Regions from separate parts of the Canis lupus genome. Here region 1 is linked to region 2. Evidence: chromatin contacts called from public Hi-C data. All regions are on one chromosome and are shown on one strand. Each heading gives the region's core, a stretch centred on a gene start, on an enhancer-like site or on the middle of the called end of the contact. The rest is flanking DNA. Distances are from core to core; before and after follow the strand shown.

Evidence for each region. A called contact is a pair of places that touch in the nucleus more often than the background predicts.
Region 1: a contact with region 2 is called in a Hi-C map of blood, with 2.5 times the contacts expected there. The contact joins the promoter of TRMU here to the promoter of TBC1D22A in region 2. A contact is called at or near these places in 2 of 9 Hi-C or Micro-C datasets (both in blood).

What each region holds. Positions count from the first base shown.
Region 1 is chr10:20,806,189-20,810,649 of UU_Cfam_GSD_1.0, forward strand. It overlaps TRMU (mitochondrial tRNA-specific 2-thiouridylase 1), which reads right to left and starts at 2,097. Exons shown (of 11, transcript XM_038550206.1): 1 at 1,960-2,097; 2 at 136-301. The coding sequence starts at 2,041.
Region 2 is chr10:20,476,725-20,481,668 of UU_Cfam_GSD_1.0, forward strand. It overlaps TBC1D22A (TBC1 domain family member 22A), which reads right to left and starts at 3,119. Exons shown (of 12, transcript XM_038550205.1): 1 at 2,887-3,119. The coding sequence starts at 2,948.

The DNA of each region.
Region 1 (4,461 bases), core at 847-3,346, 330 kb after region 2:
TCCCATACACGGTCTCTGGCACCACGGCCAACAGCCTGGGCTGCATGTCACTTGCCTGGCCGCCATGGCAGTCCCTCCCTTGGAAAAGCGGCACAGGCCACCAGGAAGCCTTCTGCGCCTCTGAACGGGACCCACCTGAACACGTCATTCCAGTACTCCTTCACATAGGACACCTGATGGAACGGGATGTCTAGAATCTGGCAGACCCTGTAGGCATCTTCACAGTCTCTGTCAGCAGTGCAAACTCCGTGTTCATCCAGCGAGTCCCAGTTCTTCATGAATACCCCTGTCACTTGGTAGCCTGGGGGAGACAGCAGGCACCAATCAGAGTCCATAATCAGCCCAGGATGAAAAGGCAGGAGTTCCTGAGCTCCCAGGAGCTCCCAGACACACCCCACTCGGCACCACCACCCGTGGGTTCTCCCGGCAGTGCCTGCATTGCTATGCGGCCTTTGGAGTGACTCCCATCTCCGTGCCAGCCGCCGGACTTGGGGGCCGGCCGATGGGCCCAGAGGCTCCCTCCCTAAGCTCCCACAACGCTCTGTAAACACCTCCGTCATCATGGTGCGCTGCCGGACGGCAACTGTTTGCCCGCGTCCCCCAGGTGAGCTAGAAGGCGTGTTTTCATCTTTGTGTCCCTGCCCCGTGTCTGCACAACGCCTAGCACACAGGAGAGGCTCCGCAAAGGAGTGCTGACAGAAGACCAGGAAGTCAACACTTTTCAAAGCAAACAAAAACCACCATTCAGTTATGGGAAAAGTAAACGAATTTCAAAAGTTGTTGCCAGTCATCATCTACAACATAGACTTTTAAGTCATCACACAAGAAGACAATTAAAATCTGGACTATTTTATTACAAAAGCAATACTATGTATCTCTTGATCTATTTTTTTCCTCTTTTTTAAAAAAAGAGTTTGCTTATTTGAGAGAGAGCGAGTACACGCACAAGCGAGGGGAAAGAGAGAAGCGGACTCCCCCTGCTGAGGAGGGAGCCCGATGTGGGGCTCAGTCCCAGGACCCCGGGAACATGGCCTATGCTGAAGCCAGATCCCTGATAGATTGAGCCATACAGGCACCTTTTCCCTCTTCTAACAAAGTAGCCAACCAACTACCAGCAGGACCAGCTCTTAACTTTGCATCATCTTAGAGGACTACTCAGGTGCCTACCCTGCAGGAGAAATGTTTCTTTTTTTTTTTTTTTAAGATTTTATCTATTTATTTATTCATGATAGACAGAGAGAGAGAGAGAGAGAGGCAGAGACACAGGCAGAGGGAGAAGCAGGCTCCATGCATCGGGAGCCCGACGTGGGACTCGATCCCGGGTCTCCAGGATCGCGCCCTGGGCCAAAGGCAGGCACCAAACCGCTGCGCCACCCAGGGATCCCCAGGAGAAATGTTGTTTAATGTTTCTTCACGTGTAGCCTCAATGCAACAAAAGCCAAGATATTTGACTAAGAGGTTTTAAGTCAGTACTCCAAAGCCCAGAGATTCAGGAGTTAAACCCTCTGTCCCAGTGCCCTGCACGGAACGGGAGCTAAACCAGTGCTTGTAGGAGAGAGAACCCCACATGTGGCTTTAAAAATCCACTCTTCTGGGCAGCCCCGACGGCGCAGCGGTGTGGCGCCGCCCTCAGCCCAGCGTGATCCTGGGGACCCGGGATCGAGCCCTGCCTCGGGCTCCCTGCGTGGAGCCTGCTTCTCCCTCTGCCTGTGTCCCTGCCTGTGTCCCTGCCTCTCCCTCTCTCTGTCTCTCATGAATGCATAAAGCCTGGGATCCCTGGGTGGCTCAGTGGTTTCGCGCTGCCTTCAGCCCTGTGTGCAGGGCGCCGGGGCTCGGGGGAAGGCAGCGCGCGGACATTCCGGGCGCGTCTCGCCGCGGGGCCCGGCAGGACCAGGACCGCCCCCCCGCACTGCCCGGGGAGCCGGGCGCGGCCGCAGGCCCCGAGGAGGGGCCGCTCACCTCTCCGCCTCAGCAGCAGCGCGGCCACTGCGCTGTCCACCCCCCCGGACAGGGCGCACACGACGTGCCGCGCCGCCTGCATCCGCTCGCCGCTGACCTCCCGCAACCTCAGCTGCCGCTTCCGCGCCGCACCGGAAGTCCCGCCCCCGCCGCCGCGGCGACGCCGACGCAGACGCTGCCCGGCCGGAAACGTGCGTTCGCGCACGGCCCTCCCCTCCTCCCGGGCTTCCGCTCCCGAGGCCCCGCCCACGCGTCCTGCGCGCGCACCCCTGCTCGGGCTCGCTGCTGCGGCTGCGCGCGCCCGCGGCCGGGGGCGGGGCCGGCATCCGCTTCCGGGGCTCCCGGCAGACGCGCTGGCCGCGGGCGAGGGCGCGGAGGTCGTCTGGGGGTGTGGCGGGGAGCTGGGTTCTAGGAAGGGGGACCTTTAGGCGGGACAGCGAAGTGACCGCATCTAAGTTTAGGAAGGTTTTTCATGGCTGCCCTGTGCAGAGGACGAGCTGGGAGCCTGGTGTGCAGCCCTTGGGGGACGGGTGCATTTGCAGGTAGACTGTGCAGCCGTTGTCCTCGTCCTGCGGAATATTCCCGGGGGGAAGTGGCCTTCCAGGTCAGCTCCAGCGGGTCAGGTGCCTTGGGCCGTCATCCACCTGCAGATGCATCTGAATGAGCGCGCATTTGGGGGAGGGGGAGACAGCAGAACCCGGACCTATTCACTGGGGAGGAGAGGGGATTGTAGGAGGCCCAGATGGAAAACCTGGACGGAGCGGGGCCGGTTCGAGGCCGGGGACGGGACGGCGGGGGGGCTGGCGGAATGAAGGGGTGGTCAGAGCCCAGCGCTAAGGCACCGCTCAGATCCGGAGGGCCCCAGCGCCCAAGGGACTGAGATCTGGGTGCACACCAGGGGCTTTGGTCCGCACAAGCAAAATCAGGCATCCTTGAAATCAGCAGCTCTCAACTTTCTTCTTTTCAGAGCCAGTGTCACATTTTTTACAGGGTGGCCCGCAGGATGCACCAACCTACACATAGAAAGCATTAAAAGAAGCCTTCTGTGATCAGTTTTTATCTTTGCCATGTGCCATGGACTCTATTATAATTTCCCATTTGGTTCTTTTTTTGGGGTTCTATTTCATTTTTAAGAACTGCTAGTGCAGTCCACTAAATTGATTTCATGTAGAGTCTGAACCATGGCTTGAAAGTGTGAAGGAGGAGATGCCACAGCAAATGCGAATACATGGGAATCAGGCCAGTAACACACACACACACACACACACACAAAGCTTCAGGTTAAAATTGTGCTAGTTTCTTAACAGTTTCTTAGACTGACAGTGGATCAGATGTTTAAACATGGATAATTATTAAGGCAAGCTGTTTTCCTGAGGACAGGGATACTTTAAGGGTCTGGAGAGAAATGAGGAAGGCCCCAAGTCTCCGTTTCTAGAAGAGAAGCAGGACCTGCCTGCTGAGAGTCATGGCCATTGGTGCAAGAGCAGACACAGGGTGAGCTCCCTGACAGAAGGGAGGGTCACAGGGCCCCATCAGGAAACAGAAGAATGACTGCTTTTTCTGAAGAATAAGAATTATCCAACAAAACCTCCAATGAGAGTATCTATTTCATCTCACACTTCCGAGAAGAGAGGAGTAGATGCAGTATCTGGCCGCCTGGCCTTTGGCAAATTTTGGGGTGAACGTGTGGTTGAGTCTGTGGCAGTGGCCAAGCTAAGGCCATTGGACATTCTGGTTCAGTCTAGAGGACTGAGTGTGGGATGGTTTAAGCAATGGGAAGACCAATGATGTCCCAAGTGCCATCTGCCAACAAGGATGTGAGGTATGTAGATTTCAGAGATATGCACCAGGAAATTAATGAAACACTGGAGGGTGGCCCTCTAGTGGCAGCCAAGGCATCTCACACTACTGTGCCGAGAGCACCTGTCTCCAGGGCCACACACTGCACTCTTCAGTGGTGAGTGGTGCACTTGGGGCCCAGAAGCCGAAAGAGGAAGAGAGCTTGGGGAACATTTTGCCAGAATAAGCAGCTTCAGCAAGTCAGGAGGACGAAGCCAGAAAGGAAAAAGGATGATGCACATAGGGTGGGAAATGCTGCCTTATCCAACACGTGCTCTTGGGGTGGGGGGGCGGGGGGAGTATCTCCCACTTGTTTGAGAATTAAAATCTTACTACTTCTGTCCTGCCTGGGCACAGCAAGGAGCAGCTTGAATTGCAAGAAGAGTTTGACCGCTCCAGGGGCAGCCTGAGGGAGGGGTTAGGCCTTGGAGGAGGAGAGCCAGGGAGCAGGCCCAGCTCATCCCCAGTTTGGATGAGATGTGGCCAGCGCCCCACTGGATGGTCATATATTAGCTAAGGTTTGATGTCCCTCCCTCACCAAACTGTCAAGCCCCCAGAAGGCAGGGGGGGTGCGGGAGCTTTACTCCCCACTGCATCCCTGGGAGAATGCAGCCTGCCTACCGTCATTTCCGTCAACATGTGGGCTGCCTGGTGGGCTCAGTA
Region 2 (4,944 bases), core at 1,869-4,368:
GGCACCACTGAGGGCAAAGTTCAAAGCAAGGGGGGATGGGAGATGTGGCTCAAGAATTGGGCAGTGCCTTACTGTGCTTCTCCACAGGGCATTTCAGGCGAAACAAGCAAGGCCTTCACCACAGCCGACCTCAGACAGCACATTGCTTTGTGACGCTAAAACACTAGCGAGATGCAGCACTGTAGGGACCAAGAATTGTGCCTGGCCAACAGAAAGTTTGGGAGATACCAATCAATGATGGCAAATACTCTCCCTGAGTACCAGCTATAACTGTCTTACTGATGGGCAATGACAGAATGATTATCAAAATTGTGAAAGACTGTGCTATATAAATAACCCCTTAGGGTAGCCCGGGGGTCTCAGCGGTTTAGAGCTGCCTTCAGCCCAGGGCGTGATCCTGGAGATCCAGGATCAAGTCCCACGTCTGGCTCCCTGCATGGAGCCTGCTTCTCCCTCTGCCTGTGTCTCTGCCTCTCTCTCTCTGTCTCTCATGAATAAATAAAGTTTAAAAAATAATAATAACCTCTTAACAGTTCAGTAGTCTGTGGTTAAATCCATCCTTCCTCCTCTGCATTTCCCTAAGCTAATGTCCACGCTCAAGGAGTCAGACAATCCTGGGAACCACTGAAAGGGCTGGCAGAGATGCAGGAATCCGGCCACGACCTCTGACAGCATAGTGCTCGCGCAGGTAAGGACTAAGCACGTGGCAGGTGATCACATATGACAGTGAGCTACTCACTGGCAAAAGGGCATACCTCCGCCAACTCCTGGTGCCCGAAACAGAAGCATCGCCAGAGCAAGGCCGTGGCAGGCGAGGGGCACAGGGGGCTGGGCAGGCCTTTCTAATGGGCCTGCCCTCACCTCTGTGCCCCGCCCTCTGCAATGACAGCCTCCGGCAGTTCTCCAAGACTCCACTCCAACTCCATAACTCCGACAAGGGAGCTGCTCTCAAAAATGCCTAAGACACGCGCAGCGTTGAAATCAGAGGGCCACAAAGGTCTGTCTTTGGTGACACAGAACCTCACAGAGGAAAGCTGAGGACCACAGTAGCGTCCCAGGGCTGTCGTAACACAAGAGAAATTGATCCTCTCGCAGCTCTTCAGGCTCGGAAGTCCAAAATCACAGTGTTGGCAGGGCCTTCACAGGATCCCTCCTTCCTCTTCTAGCTTCTACTGATTGCCTGGAATCCTTGGCATTCCTGGGCTTGCACACACATGGCCACAACCTCTGTCTCCGTCTTCACCTACCATCTTCTCTGTGCCTGTGTCCAAATCTCCCTGTCCTTCTAAAGATACCAATCACTGGACTAAGGCTCATTCTATGAGCCTAGGTATGACTTTCCAGTATAACCTCATTCTAACTTGATTACATATGCAAAGATGCTATTTCCCAATAAGGTCACATCCACAGGTTACAAAATGAATCAGGTGCGGGGGTGGAAGGGGAGTGGGGGGGGGGGGGACGCTACTGAACCCAATACAAGGACAAATTACCAACAGATACAGTCCTCAGTCCAAATGTTTATTCGCCATCGTAATTACATACCGCAGCTCCACTATTCTTACAGCTCAGCTGGTGCTTAAGAGTTGGGGTTTATTTAGACTGAGCAAGAACCAGGACCTAAAAGCAACACACAAAAGCTCCACTGCCATGTGGTTAGTTTTCCCTGGAGTCTACGTTCTGGGGCATCTGCATCTGCAACCACTGGGACCCCCTATTCCCTACCATTCTGGAATCCTCACATCACCTTGGACCCTGACTTTGGTTGCGATGAAAGCTCTCTTATTCTTCAGTCACACACGATGCTGTGGAGTAAAACGGGACCTCTGGCTGCCTCTGGTGATCCTGTCCCAAGTCACCATGTCTGAGCGGTGAGGAACCACTCTGAAAATTAAACCTTTCTGGCCGAACACAGTGAATTCCAAAGTTTGCCATTCTTTCACTCAACTGACGGTGTTAATTATGCAGCACTTACAAATAAGCTGTGCTTGGATATGATTCCACGTGGAGTGGTTTTAATACCACAATTCCTAATTATCAGCATGTCAGACATCAGCTTCCAAACAGAATAGTCCGCGTTGTAAAATCTTGAAATCTGGGACACCTGGGTGGCTCAGGCTGTGACCCCGGGGTCCCAGGACCGAGTCCCGCGTCGGGCTCCCTGCATAGAGCCTGCTTCTCCCTCTGCCTGTGTCTCTGCCTCTGTGTGTGTGTCTCTCATGAATAAATAAATAAAATCTTTAAAAAAAGAAAGAAAGAAATCCTGACACTGGTTTCTCTCTAATCTGCTTCCACCAGCAGCTGATCTCCTAGGCACGGTCCACTACTGTCTTCACATTCCCGAGGCCCCGGCCAGGGCACAGGGACACGCCAACCAGGACCCCGGAGCTGTCGTTGCAAGCACTTCATTTCTTGTTTAATTTGTTTTTTTCTTAGTTTGCCTCCCGCTGCTGCCTGGAGGAAGGAGCTGGTTTTGAGGCCAGAAAAGTGGGATACGAAGAGATTCACAGGGAGTCAGGAATCGGCTTGAACAAATTCTCAATAAAGGCAAAAGTAGCCCTAGGTGGGCAGGACAGAGCAGGAGGCCAATTGACTGCCCCTCCCCCTCCTCCCCTCCCTCCCCTCCCCCTTCTCCCTCCTTCCCTCTCCCTCCCCTCCCCTCCCCCCTCCCCTCCCCCCCCATGCTCCCTGCGGCCACGGTCACCTCGCAGACCCAGCGCTTGACACCCCCCCAGGTCCCCCCACGCCCCTCAGGTCGCCAGCGGCGCCCCCACAGCGCAGGTCGCCCTGCCCCAGGCCCCCAACTCCACCCCACTGCCCGGCGGGCCTACGCGCCCATTTGACCTCCGACCCCTGACCCCGACCCGGCCTCCCCGTCACACCCACCTGCCCGGGACTTTGCTGTTGCTGCGCTTCCAGAACTGCTTTCTGGCCCCGTCGCTGGCCATGGCCCCTCCTCATCCCTCAGACCCGCGGTCCCGACACCCCGAGAGCGAACGGTCGGCCTCGGCGGCCCCTTCCTGTACCCCGGCGGGGGCCCGTCCGCCGTCCCGGGACGCCGGAGCCTGGAGCCGAGAGGCTCTTCCGCCTCCCTGCGGAAGTTGTGCTGCCGCGCCCGGAAGTCCCGCCTGCGCCCAGGCGCTCGCCTGACGCACGGCGCGGGCGCTGACGGCATTAAGGCGCGACGACGGCGAGGAGGAAGTGAGGTGGCTGCGGCCTGCGGGGCGGGGACCCGTGTCAGGGCGGCTCACCGGGCCCCGAGGCCGGCTCTGTGCTCTGCTGCCGGGCCCGGCGGCGGGCGGGGGGACCCCGCGGGGGGGCGGGGGCGGCGGGGAGGACGGAATTAGCCTGTGCGGGGGACGTGGTGAAATAACGGGGTGTGTCGGGCTCAGAAAAATACGCCGCTGAACTTATCTTCACGTTTCTTCTTTTTTGTTTCCTTTTTTTTTTTTTTTTCTTTTTTCCAGTTTAACGTAGCGCCCGGAACATGCGAGTTACGTGGGTGGCTTGCCCTCGGTGTCGGCCGCAGAGCCGGGGCCGGGACGTCGGGGCTGGCACCTCTGCGGGCGACAGGCCTGCGGTGCGCTGTGACCTTGGGAGCCCGAGACACGCCTGGGCCAGTTCTCACCTGCCGCCCACCTGCCGCTCGAGGGGCTGCGTGTGCAGCCGCGCCCAGCACGGGCCGCCCCTCCCGGACCTGAGCTCGCGCCCTTTCCACAGCTGCTTGTGCTCCCCCTGAGCCTTGGCCTGTTTGGGTTGTATCTGACCCCGCACGCGGCTTGGGAGACGCTGCTGGCTCAGCCCTAGGTCTTCCGCCTCTGTAAATGTTTGTTGGAGGGAAGCCAACGGGGACTCTCCAGGGATCCCCTCGTGTCACCATAGAAACCCCAGGAATCTTCTCCGTGGATCCTCGGTGACCCGCAGGTGACACGGCCTCAGGAGGGTTTCAGGGCTCCTTTGCTGCACAGCCTGATGAACTGTCCCGGATCCTGTCCTTACATGAGCTCAGGGAACCTTCAGAGATGTGCTGATAAAGTTTCGGTGGATCCTTGGGGACTCCTTCCCTACACAGCCTCAGGCAGCCTCCTGGGATTGTCTCCTAGGGGAGCCCAGGGAGGCCCTAGGGGTCTCTTCCCCAGGTATAGCCCCGAGGCCTCAGACTGGTGCCTCACAGCATCCGGGATCCCCGGCAGACATCACCGGGGATCTTAGGGGTTCTCGGCAGCTCTTCAGGCTCATTGCAAGAATCAGTGAGATGGGGATCCCTGGGTGGCGCAGCGGTTTGGCGCCTGCCTTTGGCCCAGGGCGCGATCCTGGAGACCCGGGATCGAATCCCACGTCGGGCTCCTGGTGCATGGAGCCTGCTTCTCCCTCTGCCTGTGTCTCTGCCTCTCTCTCTCTCTCTCTCTCCGACTATCATAAATAAATAAAATAAAATTAAATTTAAAAAAAAAAAGAATCAGATGACAGCAGGATGAAGATGGAAGCACAGTTGACGGAGCGAAAATGGACAGTAGTACTGATTGGCTAGATGCGATTATAGCAGCTTAGATCAGTTGTCCCTAGAGCTTGAGGATGCTTCCCTGCCTCATCTCCTAGGGGAAGGAGCAAGATGACACCAAGATTGACGAAGGCTTCAGGACCCGCTGAGCGAAGGGTTGGTAGTGCCAATGACAGAAACAGGAGAGCAAGGGGTCAGCCTGCTGGTAGCCTATGTTTATGATGGGTTTAGGATGAATTGGGTTGAGGTCACAGCTTTAAGGCCTCACCCATGCATGAGGTTAGAGGACAGATTAGCCTCCAGATGAGGGAATGGGAGGACCAGCCAGGGCAAAGTCACAGGAATAATAGGGCAGCATCATGAGCAACATGATCAAAACACAAGGCCAAGATAATCTCCAGAAATGGGTTTTGGCCAAAGGGTGTGGTAGAGATACGGTGTGG